Linked DNA regions of Sus scrofa: region 1 is linked to region 2. A link is a contact called in public Hi-C data. All regions are on one chromosome and are shown on one strand. Each heading gives the region's core, a stretch centred on a gene start, on an enhancer-like site or on the middle of the called end of the contact. The rest is flanking DNA. Distances are from core to core; before and after follow the strand shown.

Region 1 (4,392 bases), core at 179-2,678, 94 kb after region 2:
CTGAACCATCTCAAGGGAGCCAGACAGAATATTCCCTGTGAGACAGATTTCCTGACTGGTCTACCAGGCCAGAATATTATCATATATAGACTGAAATGGCCTGGCACGGTTTGAATAAATATGAGTCAACCCACATAGGAGCAAACCAATGACCACATCAAACACCTTCACAGTCACAATAATTACCACTTATCTAGTACCTATTACACACAGACGCTACCTAGTTTCATCCAATTCTCGAAATAAGCATTCACGGGACCTATTTCACAGGCTCTGAGAGATTACGTTACTTGTCCAAGGTCACACAGCTGGTAAGCCGCAGAATGGAGTTTTGAACTCAGAGCTGTGATCTTCCCACTACACCACGCTGCCTGCCTTAAGAGAAGTGATACCAGTAAATAGGAAAAAAGCCTTATTTAGTGCAGCCTTGACCTAGGCAGTTTGGGATAACCAAGAGATGTGCGGGGAGCCTCTCCGTGAACTCTCCCCGGGCCACTAAGCATCCCTGTCTTGAATCTCACTGATTCTGAAGGGCGAGGTGGGAGTGGGGGTGTGGGTCTCTGACTAGGGGCCCTCAGCTCACGAAAGGACCCCTGGCCCCAGTACCCTTTCTCCCACCTGCGTCGCATCCACAACGGTCCCGGCCACCCTATCTCCTCACACTTCAAGCTGCCCTCCGCCCCAAAACTTCTCCGCCCGCTATCCTAGTTCTTCATCCCCGGCCTGTCCGCCCGCAACCACCAGCCCAGGGCCTTACCGCGGGTGGGCGGATCTTGCAAATGCCCGACTTCTCGGCGATGGGCCTGATTTTCGCGATGTAGCCGAGAGGGTCTCGGAACTCCGCCCAGCTAGGCTCGAACACTGGGCACTCCGGCGGCGGTAGGAAGTCGTCTGACCCCGGCTCCATGGTGGGTCTTAGGACTGGAAGGCTCGGACCGCCCTTAAGGGCTCATGGCGGACACCGCTGTATGAAGCCGAGGCACTGCTCGGAGACTAGGCCCTAAGCGGGGCGGCCGCCGCCCGCCGAGGGCCCAGGGGGCGTGTAGCTGCCACGCTCTCAGAGGCTCAGGCTGACGCTACGGCTATTGCCTCTTCGTCTTGCTCCGTTCCTTCCAAACTGTACCGCTGCCTCCCAACTACCGCTGCCTTCGCCACCACAGTTACCTCCCAACCGCCGGGGCCTTCATCGCCGCCGCCGCCATCTTGGTTTGTCAGCGTCTCCCCCCTCCCCTCACCACAACAAACCGAATCCCTCCGCGGGATGGCCCTCCGAGCCTCGTCTATCTTGCGTGAGACCGAGCCCTAGGAAGCCTTTATCTCCTGGGGACTGAGCTGAATAGGCAGGCGTGGGTTCCCTATCAGGAAGCGGGAACTCAAAAGTGACTCCCAGACTGAAAGAAAATAGTCCGCCTCAGCGGCGGAGGAGCAAAGTTGTAAATAACTGCCGGATCCTCTTTCCGGATGGACCGGCGGTGCACGTTTAAAGGCCAGTGGTGCGCATGCGCGTTATAAAAGCAAACCGGAAGAGGAGCTGGCGTTGGTGGGTGGTGGACCCAAACTGGCACCTCCTCGATGACCTCAGCCCTGGAGCGAGCCCCGCCCCAACATGTTCTCCTTCTCCCGGGTCTTTCCGGTGTGAGCCACAGTGGGCGGCTTCGGGCACCTGATTGCAAGAGGCCCTTTTCTGCCGGTCGGCAGGGTGGGAAAAATGTACAGAGCTCCCAGCTTTAGGAGCTGATAGCTCTAGGGCTTTGAAACAAGAAAGCCGGGAGGCTGCTCCCTTCCCAGGGATTGCGGATTTTTAGAATCCTGGGTCCCGAAGAGAGGAAGGAAATATTTATTTTGTCCGAGTTTGCGTGTAGATGGGGCTCTCAGAGATGGGGCTTCCATTTCTCAACCCCAGAGTCATTGTCAGCATTTTAATGAACACTTTCAACTGTTCTGTATGCGCTTTTATTGTGTCCGTATTTATGACATATCCCCCTACAAAATAGTCTGAGAGTATTATATATATTTTAACTATCGAATTTTAGCAACAGTATATTTATCACCTACCAGTGCCCACCGTGGGAAGCACTTAGTGTTTGCCCATTTGGGAGCCTACAGTGTACTTAGCAAATATTTGGCAAGGGGGTTTTATTTGTTGTATACAGTTCCTGTCATGAATTTGAGTACCTACTATGTGTACATGTTTGTGAGCGGTTTCTGAGTAGGTTTATTATTAACTACTTTGAGTATCAAACCAGTACTTAGCTCATACATCAGGCATCTACTGCATTTGAGGGTCATCAAGTTATTCATCAGTTGTGGGCCTACAGTGTACAGCTCGAACACCTACTGTGCACATATTAGAGTGCTTGTGTACATGCTGATTAAGTGCTTATTTTGTGTTCCCCATCTGACTGAATTCCTTAAAGGCAGGGAATATGTGCCCTTATACATCCTTAGCACTTGACATGGCAAGCAGAAAGTTAATGTTGAGTAAACAAAAGAAAAATGAATATATTTTTGAGCAGCCTTGGTATATATTGAAAATACTATATATTCTTTTCAAACATTTCCCATGTATATTTAAGCTTCTGCTGTAAGCTTGAATATGTTTGAAGAAGGTGGAGAGAGTCATTTCTTCATTTAGTTAACTGTTCCTAATCAGTTAGGTATATATCATATTGCCAACTCAGGACTGAGGTAAGGGTATCCTCTCCGAAGGAGCAGGGAACATTGGTAGGAGCTCACATCCTGGGGTCCCACCAGCTCTGCCATTTTTAGTTATGTGACCTTGGTAAGTCCCAACTTCTGAAACCGAATGATGTTGTATGGGGCTGATAACACCTACCTTGTGGGATTGTCATACAGAACCTGGCATTGAGAAGGCCCTCAGTATCTGTAAACTGTTATTTTTATTTCTGAGAGTTGACAAACAATATGTCAAAACTCATTAAGAATCTCCTTTGTGCTAGGCATTGTGCCCCATGATTTCAGATTTTTTTTTTTAATCACCTGAATCCTTAGATTGTCTTGAATGTTTGGAGTCTTTATCCCTACTTGGCTTATGAGGAAGCTTGTCCCAAATAATACAAATAGGAAGTGACATCTCCTATCTAGTCTTCTAGGTGTCAGGGAAACCTCAGCCCCTCTCCACCAGAAACACAGATGAATGACCCAATTGAACAACTGTCTGGATGGGAAATAAAGCTAGATGAGGTGATGCTAATAACAGTAACACTACCCTCTCAAGTGTGTAAGCATCTAACAGCCCACATATCTCTTTCATACCAATTATTTCCCTTAATACTTGCCTTGGGAAAGATGTAGGTCAATTTACCCATTCCATAGATGAGAAATCAAGTTCCAGACAGATTAAACGACTTGCCCACTGTTACATGGGAAGTTGCTGACTCTTGGTTAAATGCTCTTCCTACCATTTGCTCCCACCAGTAACAGAACTAGGCAGGAGAAGGTGAGAATAAAGAAGGCGAGAGAATATGCCATATCCTAGGCTGAAGGAAGTTGGGCCTCAGTGAAGGGCAAAGAGCATGAATTAGGCATCAGGGGACCCAGATTTGGGGTCTAAGCTTAGCCTTCCCATAGCCTTTTCTGAGGTCCTTAGTCCAGATACCACTCCCACCATCCTGGAAGAGTAAATAGAAATTGTATAGTCTTTGAAAGCCAGTCAGATCCAATTCATTCATTCTTAAACATTTACTAAATTCTTACTATTCACCAAGCAATTTGATGGACCCTGGGAATATAATGGCGATGAAAACAGACATGATCCCTGCTTTCCTGTAGCTGGCATTCACCCACTGAGATCTACCAAGTACCTCACCTCCCTGAACCTTGATTTTTCTCATTTACCCAATGAGGCTATGTAATCCTTTCCTGACAGGGTAGTTATGAAGATTAGGGATGATGATAACTACCATTCATCAAAGCCCAGCTGCTATGAAATAGGTATTGTTATCCCCTTTTACAGATGAGGAGACTGAAGTTCAGAGAAGCATAAACTTAACGGAAGTCACATGGCTAGTAAGTGGCAGAGTTCAAACCCAGGTCTGACCGCTGTACAATTCTGCCTGTAAAAGTCTCAGATGGTGCTCCTGCCCACGACCATAGTAAGGTGCTCAGGAAATGGGCTCCTTTCTCAACCCTTGGATGTTTCTGGGGGCCAGCCTGAGTCTGGGCACTGCAGGGTTAAGAATTGGGAAGCAGCAGGGAGCTCACCCTGGACTGAGAGCTGGGTTGGCCTTACTCACCCACCTGGGAGAGAGGGTCTGGCATGGAACTGGTACAGAGCAGGGATTGGAAGTCTTGGCTGTGCTCTCGACCATGCTCACCCCACCCATGTTTTCCAGATGAACTGGATGAGAGTGACTTTGTGCCTCACTTTCT
Region 2 (3,950 bases), core at 518-3,017:
TCTCCTCTCTAAAACCCAGATAATGTGTTCCTGAAACTGGACCACCATGGAGAATAGGGACGGGAATTGGGGATCAAACTTGGGGGGAACTGTTGGGGTTAGGAAATGCCCCCCCCACATGCAAAGTAATGGCTTCTGGAGGGACTGCCCCGTCTGGGATTGGAGCCCTTCCAAAGGATCCAATGTGTACAGCTGGGGTTTGGGGTAAGCTTTGACTAAATTCAAAGGGAGGGAGGTCACAGGGAAAAAAAAAAAACAAAAAAAACCAAGCCTATAAGTCTACCCAGCCAGCCTGTTCCTTGGTCACTCAATTACTTTACCATTTATTTATTTATTCTCTCAGGTGCACAGAATTGAGTTGACCATACTCCTCAGTTCTTGGCACGCTGTATCATCGTTGGTCCAAGTGAGGCCCTTATGTTTTTTTGTTTTGTTTTCTTTTGTCCTCTTCACTACCCATCCCTGATTCCATCCCCCCTCCCACATAGGCACTCACTCTTGTGTATTTACTGTATGTCCTTCCAGTCCATCGTTCATATGTTTATTTACATATATGTGTATCTGTGAAAAATGTATGGTATTGTGTGTTTTAATTTACATAAACAGTGTTGTACTATAAATCTTGTTCTGTTTCTTTTTTCACTCAACATTCTGTTTTTGAGAGATCCAGCCATGTTGCCCTATGTAGATCTAATTCATTCTAGTCCATCTTATACATATATCATATTTTTTCTTATCCATTCCCCTGGGTGATGGGTCTCTAGATTGCCTCCAATTCTCTGCTACCACAAGGCTGCAATGGGCAGTTGCCTACATGTCTTTTTAGGGACTCCTAATTTACAAGAGAAGAAACAAGCTCAGGGAGAGGCAGTGATTTGTTCAGGGTTAAAAAGTGAGGAGCAGACCCATAACGCGAATCCCAGACCAAAGCCAGAACCCCACCACCGTGCCTCATGAGAGACCATCCGGCTGGCCCTCCCAAAATCAAAAATGCAGTTCGGAAACAGCATACATTGAGGAAATGGAGAGGAAAGGATGGGAAGAAGTATGGAGTCAGTGAAGAAACGGAAAGTCCTAGAAAGATCTAGCAGATAAACCGAATCACAATCATTTTCATGACGCAGAGGAAGTTACTTTTTTGGTGCGATTATTATTTCTAGAGCCATCTTGCAGAAATGGAAAACGCCACGTCAAAACCTGGCCCCCAACCAAAGACCCCAGGTTCCTTAACCCCAGGTTCCTTTAGAGCCACCCAAGCCCCAAAAGATCGCCTCCGAGTTCGCCCCCGCCAAAGGAGCAAAAGCCTGGGCGAGGGGAAGGGGCAGATTTAAGAAGTTCGTAGTAACCGAGGGGAGGGGAGAGGAGGGGGAGAATGACAGCGAGGCTCTCCGAGTCTATCCGAGCACATCCTGCTCAAGGCCTGCGCTTGTTTTTTGTTTTGCATTTGGATCTTCAGAACCACTGGTACTTTTCCCATTGGATAAAACGTCGGCAAGGGCGAGGGACAGGGGCTTCTTCTGCTCAGCTCTCTCCGCGGCCAATCACCCCGCCCTGCCCCTCTGGTCACTGAGGGAGTCGGCACGCTGATTGGCGGGCCCGAGGGGAACCAATGGGAAAGTGATGAGGTGCAGTGTTGGCAAGCAGATTGCGTGCGAGCGGCAGGGGTCGGGGGAGCGCGAGCGCCGCCGCGGCGGCTGGCAGCCAATGGCGAGCCTGGACGGCTCCTGGCGTCAGCGAGGGGGCGGGGCCTGGTGCTTGGCGCGGAGGGAGTAGGGCAGGCGCTGTGGGAGGGAGCGCCAGAGCGAGGCTGAGAGCAGAGCTGGTCGCGTGAGGCGCGGCGGCTCTGCTTCAGGTGTGACAGGCAGCGGCGGCCGGGCTGAGAGCGAAGGGTTGAGCGCGAGCCCCTGGGCTGCGAACGCGGTCACCATGGACCGCCCGGATGAGGGGCCTCCAGCCAAGGCCCGTCGCCTCAGTGGCTCCGAGCCCCCTCAGAACGAGCTGCAGCCGCCGCCTCCGCCGCCTCCGCCGCCTCTCCTGCGCCTGCCCCTGCCTCCACCTCAGCAGCGCCCGAGGCTCCGGGAGGAAACCGAGGCAGCACAGGTGCTGGCTGACATGAGGGGGGTGGGACTGGGCCCCACTCTGCCCCCACCGCCGCCCTATGTCATTCTAGAGGAGGGGGGGATTCGCGCGTATTTCACCCTGGGGGCTGGGGGTCCCGGCTGGGAGCCCGCGATGGAGTCAGGGTATGGGGGGGCGCCCCCTCCCACGGAGAGCCTGGAAACATTCTCTCCCTCGGAGGTTGCTGGGGGAAGCCTGGAGATTGACTTCCAGGTGACGGAGCCCAGCAGCTTTGCAGGAGAGAAGGCCCTAGAAACCTGTAGCGCAAGGGGGCGGGGGTACCAGAGGTTAGCTGGCCCACGGGGGAGGGAAGAGACCGTCATCATCGTGGAAGACGACGACGAGGATGAAAAGGAGAGTGTGAGGAAGAGGAGGAGGAGGAGGAAGAGGAAGCCCAGGAAGGTGAAGAAGGAAAGCAGAGAGAAGAATGCCGAGAAGATAGAGTGCATCCTGCAGGCGCTGGAAAATATTCAGCTGGACCTGGAGGCGGTGAATATCAAGGCGGGCAAGGCCTTCCTCCGTCTCAAGCGCAAGTTCATTCAGATGCGAAGACCCTTCCTGGAGCGCAGAGATCTCATCATCCAGCATATCCCAGGCTTCTGGGTCAAAGCAGTATCCTTGTCATCTATACTCATGGGCCAAGAGCCCATGACCAGAAATGGGGGTGGGGTGGGGGGAGGGACAGAATGGGTGAAAGGGTGTGGGGGCGGGCCCCTATTGGAAGAATGACGTGGTCTGGTGGAGGAGGGATGGAAGGAGTGTGGCAAAACATCAGAGAAGCTGGATTGGAGATCGTGAAGGGGGAGGGGGGGCACACAACATAAAAACTGGACCACAGATGGGAAAGGGGGGAGAGGAGGAGCATAACATAAAAAAATGGATCACGGACGGTGGAAGGGGGAGGATAGTAGAGGGCCACACAGCAGAAAAATTCGACCAGAGATGATGCTAGGAGGAGGGGAGGGGCACACAAAAAATAAACTGACTCGGAGACAGTGAAGAGGGAGGGGAAGAGCACACAGAAATGGCCCAGAAGGGGTGCCCAAGTCACATATGCCTGTGATAGCCTAGGTCTCTGCTGAGATGCCAGGGAGACCCCAAGCCTGTCTGGAGAGGAGGGGGCCAGAAAAGGGCTGGAGCCCTGAAAGATCAGGAGAAGGAGTACCTAGGAATGGAGATTAAGGAGTTAAATGAAGGAAAGAGAAGAATAAAAAGAATCCTTTTCACTATTGTTAAGCTGATCTCTGGGTGATGTCCCTGGGGGATACTCATACTTACATGCAACATGTTAAGAACATGGGGGTTAACATCCTAATAGAATTACATGGACACAGACCCTTGGCATTCTCATACAAAGCATCTCATGATCACAGGTTCTCAGCACCTAGGCACAGTATTATGTGGCAACAGGTCCTCAGCACACAGACCACAGCATGGTCTGGACACGAACCCTCAGACCCAAACACAATATCATGTGGACAGAGACCCATAACACCCAAAAATACTACATTATGTGACGACAGTCCCTCAGCATCCAGATACAGCATCATCTGGATACAGGCCTTCAACCCCCAGACACACAATGGCTTATGAACACGAGCCCTCAGCACCCGGAGACACGTCACTTGGACATAGACTATCAGCACCCAAACACGGCAAATATGAACTGGCAAAACCACCTAATACACAGGTTTGACATTTTATAAACACATATTCTCACCACATAATATCGTGGGAATATTGCTCCACACATATCACATGAACACAGAAGGAATTCTCCTGCTCCAGCCTCTCTTTTGTTCTGCCCTGCCCAGCCCTGCCCGGCCCTGCCT

Evidence for each region. Hi-C and Micro-C count contacts between places; a contact is called where the count stands out from the background.
Region 1: a Hi-C map of skeletal muscle shows a contact between it and region 2, with 4 times the contacts expected there. The contact joins the promoter of KDM5C here to the promoter of TSPYL2 in region 2. A contact is called at or near these places in 1 of 5 promoter capture datasets (liver), 4 of 47 Hi-C or Micro-C datasets (alveolar macrophages, heart right ventricle, liver and 1 more) and 2 of 2 datasets of contacts at active chromatin or transcription factors (alveolar macrophages and skeletal muscle).

Annotation. Positions count from the first base shown.
Region 1 is chrX:46,001,787-46,006,178 of Sscrofa11.1, forward strand. KDM5C (lysine demethylase 5C) reads right to left here and starts at 1,429. Exons shown (of 25, transcript NM_001097433.1): 1 at 758-1,429. The coding sequence starts at 907.
Region 2 is chrX:45,907,921-45,911,870 of Sscrofa11.1, forward strand. It overlaps TSPYL2 (testis-specific Y-encoded-like protein 2), which reads left to right and starts at 1,768. Exons shown (of 7, transcript XM_005673642.3): 1 at 1,768-2,730. The coding sequence starts at 1,927. It overlaps GPR173 (probable G-protein coupled receptor 173), which reads left to right. Exons shown (of 4, transcript XM_021080070.1): 4 at 1-277.